Linked DNA regions of Triticum aestivum: region 2 is linked to region 1. Evidence: chromatin contacts called from public Hi-C data. All regions are on one chromosome and are shown on one strand. The core of a region is the stretch at or near the end of the contact, and the rest is flanking DNA. Distances in the headings are between cores, read along the strand shown.

Region 1 (5,147 bases), core at 2,119-4,618:
TATATTTCAGGCTTCCTTGTAGCTTTACCCATCCCAGGATCTTCTTCTGATTCTTTTTTCTTGCACTCGGTTAATAGTACCATTTCCTTGTCTTGGAGTTCACTCATAAGCAACTGCTGCATATTAGCCATGTTGTTCTCTTGATCTCCAACACCAACAGTTTTTCCATTGCCAGGAGTGAAATTTTCAGTGAAATGCGAGTCTTCTAACCGTTCTTCTATGTTCATATCTTGTTCTGAGTGGCCTCCAAAAGTGCTATGAACCACTGTCAATGAATCTTGCTTGCCATCCACTAGTTTTAGGTCGTGATCCCATGGGACTTCAGGTGAACTTTGATGCAATCGATCTACTGAACCTTGCTCATGGGAATGTACAACATATGGTTGCATGTTCCTGCCAATGGCTCCATGATTATATTTCACTTCTGTATTGTTATGTTCACCAGATGTACTGTTATCTGCATTTTCTGCTGTTCCATTATCTACTGATGCAGCTGCAAAGCTAGATTTACCGTCAAGCTCAAACTGCCACAAATTCTCTGAATCAACACTGATGATAGCTATCTCTGACTTACCAGACCAATCCAGGAATCCATCTATGTCAAGCTTTTGTGTATCGTTATCCATCTGATTATCTTCCTCTGGTTTTATTTTCTCACACTCACCAGATGGTTCGGTGTCAGCGGGTGGTGTTGCTTCATCAGTCATTGTGGGCGCATAATCAGCTTGGTGCTCAGTGAGAGGTGACTGCAACATATCGGTAGTATCATTGTCTGCATTTTCAGCTGTTTCCTTATTCACTGATGCAACTGCAAAGCTAGCATTTCTTTCAAACCCACAATCCCATAGATCCTCCAAATCATCTGTGCTGTCATGCCTTTCTGCCTTAATGTCATTGTAACAGTTAGACTGGTGAGAGTTATCACTGACTGTAGCTAGCTCCAACTTACTGGAACAATCAGGGAGTCCATATATGTCAGGCTTTCTTGTAGCTTTACCCATCTGAGGATCTTCTTCTGGTTTTATTTTCTCACACTCGCCAGGTGGTTCGGTGTCAGGGGCTGGTGTTGCTTCATCAGTCAGTGTCGGCACACAACCAGCTTGGTGCTCAGTAAGAGGTGACTGCAACATATCTGTAATAACATCTTCTGCTGTTTCCTTATTTACCGATGCAACTGCAAAGCTCGACTTTCTTTCAAGCCCGCAATCCCACAAATCCTCCAAATCATCTACACAGTATTGCCTTTCTTCCTTGATGTCATGGTGACAGTTATCACTGACCGTAGCTGGCTCCAACTTACCAGAATTATCAGGGACCCCATCTATGTCAGGCTTTGTTGTAGCTTTATCCATCTGAGGATCTTCTTCAGGTTCTGTTTTCTCGCACTTGCCAGATGATGCAGTGTCAGCGGATGGTGTCGCTTCATGAGTCAGCCTGGGAGCAGAACCACCTTGGTGCTCAACAGGAGGTGACTGCAACAAGTCTGTAATACAACAGAAACTACTTGCAGTTTCAGCGAAATTTGAATAGACTATGTTTTCTTCTGCATGGAAGGAGCTCTCAAGGTACTGCACTCTCATCAGCTCATCTTCTGCCTTCTCTAGCTTGTCATTCAGTTCACCTGAGCCACTGGTTACTGCTGCCTTCTGTCCCTCCAGTTCCTGCAGTGACATCTCCAGCTCTGTGTTTTCCAGACACAACCTATCTATCTTAGCAGTCTGTGATGAAACCATGAGTTCCAAGTCCACAACTTTATTGACTATGTCATCAATTTTCTCTGCAATCTCTGCCACGGAAATACAAGTGTCTTTCTGAAAGTATTCCTTGATCTTATCTACTATTGCTTCCATTCCAATTTTCTCCTGCTTCATATAGTACGCATCATCCATCTTAACGCTGGCATCATTTCTCACATTCTCGTGAAGAGAATTTCCTGAATCTGAAAGGAATTTACCATGCTCTTTCATGATATTCTTCAGTTTCTCTCTGGAAACACTGGCCCTTTCCAGCTCAACCATTGCTTGGCTGAACGATAACTTCTGCTGTTCCCGCAATCTGGCAATGGCTTCTTCACAAGATTTAAGGGCAGTCGCTGTCATCAAAGCTCTGGCCTCATCATCTTCGATCACCGCGCTTTCGTTGAACTCCTCCTGGAAGTAGCAGACTTCTTCATGCATGTCGTTGATTTGCTTTTCAAGATCCCAGTACTTTGCTATTCCACTCTCGTAAGAGCTCTTGATGAACTCTTTCTCAGTCTGCAGCACCAATATCTCTTTCTGCATCCTGCTGACCTCCTTCTGCGCATTCTCCTTGTTGTCCGGAGCTGCGCAATTCTTTCCTCCATCTTTCTGTCCTGGTTTCCTTCCTTTCTTCTTATTCATCAGCCCCTCGACCGTCGACTTGTGGATTTTACGAGGATCAACCGTCGTGAACGCCTTCGGGAGACTGTCATCGTCCTCTTCTAGCATAGAATACTGAACCTGGTCAGGGAAGGCAGTTGCAACCGTGTGGTTTGCTTTGTGTAGCTCTCCTGACATGTGGTCATAGCGTTCTGCAAGGGCTCTGTATGCCCGGTACGCTTCTTCCACGGAGCTGATCACCTCTGGTCGCCTCTTGTAATACATTTCTGCCCTCTTTGCGAAAGAATCTGCTTCCTCTCCGAGGAGTAAGAGGATGCACTTGACCCTGTCTTCCATATCTGCACATCAAAGGCAATCTCTCAATGTTCGACCCAATAAATGCAGCAAGTACAAACGGTTATGGAATTACATGGCACCGCACTTCAGTCCTATTTCATAACACGTGCTGGTAAAAAGATTTGATCAAAGTCAGTATCCAAGTCCATGCGCAGAATTGCTGAAATTTAATGTATAGGTAATTTTTCGGAGAGGATTTAATTGCATATATGCTAAATAGCAGCAGTATTTCTCTCTCTACGTGACCAAACGTCATCACATACCAAGATATATTTCTGCTGACCTGAGCCATACATCAGTTTCATGATGAAGTAAGTAGTCTATATATCGTTGCATAATCAATGGGTTTCTTGGCCATAATGGTGTTACAAACATTTTTTGCTGCAAGTGGATTCCATGACAGTGATGAAGCAACTGACCGTATGCCAAATGCCACTTTATATGACAACTATTGCAGGAAAGTTTTGACCAGGATGTGTGAAACAAGTAATGAAGTCCAGGCGGTATGCCTTTGGCGTGATGAAGGAGGCAGGGACGAACCTTGGAGATTGCTGTCGAGCCATTTGGACTGCCTGGTGCGGATGTGGCTCGCCCACCACCACGAGTAGGCGTTGCTCGCCGCGCGCTGCAGCATCCTCCGCGGCGCTTGTTCAGCTGCCGGTTAGCCAGCCCCTCCTCCTCCAAGATCGCTTCCCTGTTTCACCTCCTCTTCCTGTGGACAGACACAGGCCTGATCAGTGTGCAAGCATGAATATAATGGGACCCTGCTGATGATCATCACTGCTGTTGCAGGCAGGACAAGATCAAAGTGCAGGACTCAATTGAAAGGCCAACAATGTGCACACATTGGCTACATTTGCTGTGGGCTGTATGCCATTTTCGGAAGAAGGCGGCGTGGCGCGGCAATGGCGGAGAGGGGGAAGAAGAACAGAGACGGAGAGCAGGAATGCGATGCTAGCAATCTTCCTGCAGAGATGCCATTGTGCTTGATTGGAATTTGAGCGGAAGCGAGCAGTAGGTGGTAGTGGAAGAGAAGTGGTGGTGATGGCATGGTGCAGGGCTCGGGGAGGTCTAGTCTCTGAGATGTGGGCCCCGGCCTCCCGGGAGTGTGTGCTGTCCTGGGTCGCGGCCTGTGCTGCTGCTCGTGCTCGGCACGTCGGCGGGCATGTGCACGACGTTGGGCCAGAAGTAGCTCTGAGATGGGCCGTGGGCTCAACCTGTGCCTTTGCCTTTTTTTTGTGTGTGCATGTCTTTTCCTTTTTCCTTTTCTTTTGCAGAATTGGTGTCAGTAGCAAGTTAAAGCTGATGGAAACAGATAAGGTGTTGTTTTATTCTTATAAGAAATTTCTTATAGACAGCTGCTTCCTCACCTGCCTATGTTTGATATTTTATTATCTGCAATGGCCAAATTTATTTACATTCCAGACATGCCACAAAACAGAGTGTATTCACACACACACACACACACCAGCCCACTAGGCAGTCCGAAGAACACATTATTATTATTATTATTATTATTATTATTATTATTATTATTAAAACTCCATAATTCTGAAAGAAAAACAATAATAGAAACACTGGGAAGCAAATGAATGCTGCTCTCGTATCATTTGATACTTTACACCCAGCCAGGATGCAATTATGCAACAGTTAAAGGCCACATGGGTGCATGTGACAAAACCCACCCACCCAGCCCCATCATCAAATCACAGCTATTTTAGCTGTACCACCTCCAATATAAATATAAATACATCATTGTCATTTCTTTTCCACGCACCTGATTCGGTCGATGCCACCTTCCCAAGCAACCAAGATTAGGAGGGTCCAACCACACCCAAAAAGCAAGTAAATAAAAAGGTGCAAAAAATAAAGCCAAATCAGATCAACCCATCTCAACCGTTGAAAAAACAAACCATGGATGGGATGGCCAACATCTCAACAGACATGGTTAGAATGCCAGCAGCAGGCATGTGAATACTATGCTTTATGCCAACAGACATGATTAGAATAGCTAACAACAGATCATGCCAACAAGCATGATGTGGTTAGTTATAGTATTAGGGTTTATCACCCACTGGTAACATCACATCAGATCACATCACATTATAGTAGAGGTGCATCACATGATATGAGTGACATCAGCTTGCCATAAGGAGCTACACAGTTTTTAATCAGGAGGATTAGTAGGGGCTCTCCATCTGGTTACAAGCAAACGGCCACAAATCGTGTAGATAATAATAGCCACAGCCATAGGGCAAAGAACAGGAGGTCCAGCTTATAGAAAAAAAAAAGAAAGAGAAAAATGGAAACACCCACAAAGCTACTGCAATCACCGCAAAAGTACAGGCGTCGACAGTATAAAATTACACGTGGAAATTAAGCACACTACCTTGCTGTCATCAAACAAGAAGAAGAAGAAAAGAAAGATCAGAGTAATAATAAACACCAATA
Region 2 (4,938 bases), core at 929-3,428, 480 kb before region 1:
AAGAAAGCTTGCCCTGCCAATTGATGTTGTTTGTTCTAGTAGTTTTGTTGATTTTGCCGTTTAGGGCTACAAGTGCAGATTAATATTTCAATTGCAGATTACCTTCATAGGTTGGAGTTTGGTTAACTGAGCTGCTTGATTGTTTGGTTGGTTTACTAGTTATGTATCTCGTTAGAATTAGTTTCAGATTGATCTGTATGTATCAACACAGTATGTTTTCCTGTTATCCAGTTTAGTTAATGTTTGATTAATCTGATTTGATCATCATCTGTACAAAAATCTAAAAAATAATACTAAAGCCGCGTCAATTAACATGGATCGAGGGAGTACTATAATCAATCCCTGACATTTGTTGTTAGTATTTCTGTGGATTGTGCTATTTTTCAGTGCGGATTAACTTTGTAGGTTGGAGTTTGATTAGCCATTGTTCAACCAACTATTCTAGCTTGGATGCTTGGCTGGTATGGTAGGCGCTGTAATCTAGCGCTGTGCTGGTGTTGCAACTGGTGTCCATGAGTATTTAGTATTTACAAATCTGGTTATATTTAGTTTTAAGGATTGATCTTTATGCATCTGTGTGATTGTAGTTTTTCTTGTTATGAAGTAAAATGATGTTTATTTAGTACATAAATGATTTGATCAGCCGATGTACATATATAGTAGATAACTACTTTTATTGTGGCTTCAAGGTGTTGCAAGTATGCTTTTCCTTCGAATGCTACCTGTGACTCTGAGAATGTGAGCATGCTGATATCATTGGGAATCAAGGTTTTAGAATCTAGTATTTTCCTTGTTAGATAATTCCATGGTAGGATCGTAGGATCATTGTAATTATGTCCATTTGACTAGGGATATGCGTTCTGGTTTGGTTTTAGTTTGATTGGCAGACTGGATAGCTATTTGACGAACAGTTTGCTGCATATTGTGAATGTTGTGCGCATCGGGTAGTAGGGCAGAGCTTATAATTTTTTTTCTTGTGATGGGAGTCATGTTTGCTGGTGGCACTTGTTCTTTTTAGTTCACCTCTTCTGAGATGCTTGGTTTTTCATTCAGCTGGCTGATGTTTTAGGGTATTTAGGTCACAGAACAGGTGGCAAGTATGGCCCTCTGTTTTGTCCATGGTTTTTCATACTTTACGCTAACTTTAATTCATATATGATCTATATATGCTTGCTCTTGACTTTGAAATTATCAGTTTGGTCCATGCTCAAATTGAGCTCATGCCTAAGTTGTTTATCCTTTATACACATGTGTATATGTTAGAACCTTGCTATATAAAAACTAAATGTCGCAACTGTGGAAGTTTGCCATTGCTGCTTGTTGAATTTACTTGTTTGTTTGACTACCTTTTTGAAATTAGGTAGATGACATTCGCTGCTCGGTGCCTTCATGTGTTGCATAGATGAACCTATCTCATATTGCTAAGCTGACAGCGCCCTCTTGTTCCTGTTTTGCAGACTAGCTCCAATGGGCTTCATCCAGAGCACCTTCTCGCTGCTGGTCGGCGCCGCGGGCGGCATCTACATCGCCCAGAACTACGACGTTCCCAACATCAAGAACTACATGCAGGGCCTGATGGGAAAGGCCAAGGAGCTGGACCATGCCTACAAGAAGCCCGAGGACGGCAGCAAGAGCAAGGCTTAGTCAACCCGCTCCCCCCACCGCATCCATGAGAGCATGACCGACCGTTTAGCATGCTAATTGTTATCACTATCACTTAGTACTTAGTAGGTTCACTATATATGATTTGAGGGATGACTCTGTCCACTCCGTTTTAAGACTCTGTCCTGGGGATGAAAAATAGCTGATGATGGCGGCACGTTTGTGAATGAATTAATCGATGGAATGACCTGTTAGACTGCATGATTCGTGATGATTGTTCATTTGTGGAGCCATTTTCCGTTTGACTTGCATCCTGATGATTGTTCGTTTGGTCCATTAGTCTATGCCAAGGTTAAGTTTTGCGCCAATGATTTCCTGTGAGCGCGTCAGCTCAGATTCTCCCGCACTTTTGCTGCTGAGTTTTTGTTTTAGATTCTTTCGTCTTGGCTTGGGTTGCATCTGGCATGGCATGGCATAGTCTGCATTCACTGAGCGGTGGGTCCCACCTTCCGCCAAGGTGCCCCCTCGCCCTCCACCACGTAGCACCCACCCAAGCGCCACGCCGCAAAGCAGAGCAGGGCCTGCCTCTCCCATTCAGCGCCTTTCTCGCTTGCTCCCTCCCCCCACTTGCCCACCGAGCTCCTCAAAGCTCAAGAAGCAACCCACCCTCGCCGGAGCAGCACACGCACGGCGGCCATGGCGACGGCGGCGTCGCTCCTCCTGGCGCAGGAGGTGGACCCGTGGGCGCCGGGGTTCTGGCGGGACTTCGCGATCGGCATGCTCAAGCCGCTGGCGGCCACGGTGGTGGTGGCCATGGCGGTGGCGCTGAGCTTCACGCAGCGACTGGGCGTGGAGGCGGAGATGCTCTACGCCATCGCGCGCTCCTTCCTGCAGCTCTCGGTCATCGGCTTCGTGCTCCACTTCATCTTCACCCAGAGCAGCGCGCTCTGGATCCTGCTCGCATACCTCTTCATGGTCACCGTCGCCGGCTACACCGCGGGGCGCCGCGCCCGGCAGGTCCCGCGCGGCGGGTACATCGCCGGCGTGTCCATCCTCGCCGGCACGGCCGTCACCATGTTCCTGCTCGTGGTGCTCAGCGTGTTCCCCTTCACGCCCCGCTACATCATCCCCGTCGCCGGCATGATGGTCGGCAACGCCATGACCGTCACCGGCGTCACCATGAAGAAGCTCCACGAGGACGTCAAGACGCAGCGGAGCCTCGTAAGTCAATAACAATCTCGGTCTTCGTCTTCCGTTCCGGCACCGCCGCGCGCGCACCAAGATCATTTTTTCTTGAAACAAAACAAAAATGCTACCCTGTTTATGTTGTTTGTTCACTCATTTCAGTCTGTATGTAGTTCAAATTGACATATATAAAACATTTTATATTTGTGAAGAGACGAAGTAGTTAACTTTGTGTAGGTCTTTGCACCGTCAATAACTTCGTGTAGGTCTTTGCACCGTCAATAACTTTGTTAGTATGATTGAAGTATAATATCGTTCATGCCATTCTGCATTAGCTAAAGGCGTGTGCACTCTTTTTCCATTCAGTTTATAAAATACATGATCATGGTCTCCACGACTACGCAACCTTTTCTTCCGAAATTTTAAACAAATTCAGCAAGAAACTAGTAGTACAAAATTCTGAACTTGGTATTTTCATCACAAATTCAGAGAATCGACTCCAGGTGACGCTTCATTTTTCTGACCGTTTCATCGCAGGTGGAGACTGCGCTGGCGCTGGGGGCGACGCCGCGGCAGGCGACGGTGCAGCAGGTGCGCCGGTCGCTGGTGATCGCGCTGTCGCCGGTGATCGACAACGCCAAGACGGTGGGGCTGATCGCGCTGCCGGGGGCCATGACGGGGCTCATCATGGGCGGCGCGTCGCCGCTGGAGGCCATCCAGCTGCAGATCGTGGTGATGAACATGCTCATGGGCGCCTCCACCGTCAGCAGCATCCTCTCCACCTACCTCTGCTGGCCGGCATTCTTCACCAAGGCCTTCCAGATCGACGACTCCGTCTTCGCCGACTAGCCCATGACCGGACAAGCAGCTGCTCTGTTTTCTGTGTGATGATGACAATGACAAATAATTTTGTTTTTCTGCACCTCAAAGTCGTTTGGGCTGAGTCCGCATGTTTTCATGCTGAATTTCGTCCGTCAATTCTGGGCTTGTGCCATTTTTTAACTTTGGCGACATTTATGAAACGAATATATCATCATATCCTCCCGAAGCTATTCTGGAAATGGCCTGCACAATTTCCAGCGAGTCGCATTCGCCATTCGCACTAGGGAAATTGACAGTGCGTCTAGAGATCAGTACTACAGAGCAGCAATTTACAAAATGTTGCTTGCCCGCCCTTTTGGAGGAGCATCGAACAGTTGAAAATGGCAGCAAAATTGCCACATGTTTGGTCAGGAGCAACAATTTTGCCCCAGCGAAGCAAACACAACACCAATTCAGAGCACAACGACACATGACCAGCATCAGAACAGGGTAAGCATACCGCCACACAGAATTCAGGTACTTATTAGCAAGTCATATCTTGTCACAGACGCAGACTAGAGTGCCAAATCATAGAGGAAAGGATGGAAGCTCCACGAGATCGAGCAGCGACCACACACCACCCTGCTTAGATACATCTCAAAGGCTTTCCCTGACCAAACCAAGTTCTGGAAGCCTACACAAAGAGTTTAGGTAATTTTTTTTTGATTCATCAGCCATTGTGAAGCTACTAGCTAGCGCGCGCATTACTTCCACTTCTTGAACTTGCCGCCGCCGCCGAACATGCCGTGCTTCCCATGCTTGCCGTGCTTGAACTTGCCGTGCCCGTGCTTCCCGTGCTTGAACTTGCCGCCGTGGTGGCCGTACCCGCCGCCGTAGCCTCCATGGCCGCCCATCATGCCTCCCATCATGTGTCCACCTCCACCGTGGCTGCCGTGAGAGATCTTGTGTGCTCCGTAGGCGGCGGCGGCAGCTGCTGCGCCTCCAGCCAGCATGCCGCCCATGCCCATGCCTCCTCCTCCATGGCTACCACTGTGACCTGAGAAACAATAGCCGATGAGGATGGATGCTCAAGAGTGATACACGTTTGATACAACAGATTTTATAAACCACTACTCGTATCCTGAGATGGAACTTGGCATATTATTGAAGATGCAGCGCATACCACACATATATAAATGGATATCAATCAAGCACACACTACACATATAAATGTACATCAATCCAGTGCATACTACACATACAACCTGAGAAACAATGAGGTTTGATACAAGAGAACTTGGGACTCTTTACATCAAGATAAACCACTACTCATATACGAGACCGAAATGG

Evidence for each region. Hi-C and Micro-C count contacts between places; a contact is called where the count stands out from the background.
Region 2: a Hi-C map of leaf shows a contact between it and region 1, with 4 times the contacts expected there. The contact joins the promoter of LOC123188288 here to the promoter of LOC123188246 in region 1.

The regions. Positions count from the first base shown.
Region 1 is chr1A:35,075,854-35,081,000 of IWGSC CS RefSeq v2.1, reverse strand. It overlaps LOC123188246 (protein NETWORKED 2A-like), which reads right to left and starts at 3,368. Exons shown (of 3, transcript XM_044600285.1): 1 at 3,237-3,368; 2 at 1-2,698. The coding sequence starts at 3,330. It overlaps LOC123188254 (a long non-coding RNA gene), which reads left to right. Exons shown (of 4, transcript XR_006494457.1): 3 at 3,154-3,356; 4 at 3,489-4,049. LOC123188248 (WEB family protein At5g16730, chloroplastic) reads right to left here. Exons shown (of 3, transcript XM_044600291.1): 3 at 4,899-5,147.
Region 2 is chr1A:35,553,912-35,558,849 of IWGSC CS RefSeq v2.1, reverse strand. It overlaps LOC123188288 (UPF0014 membrane protein STAR2), which reads left to right and starts at 2,178. Exons shown (of 2, transcript XM_044600339.1): 1 at 2,178-2,823; 2 at 3,325-3,825. The coding sequence starts at 2,299. The coding sequence ends at 3,636. It overlaps LOC123188296 (glycine-rich protein A3), which reads right to left. Exons shown (of 3, transcript XM_044600347.1): 3 at 4,106-4,645. The coding sequence ends at 4,353.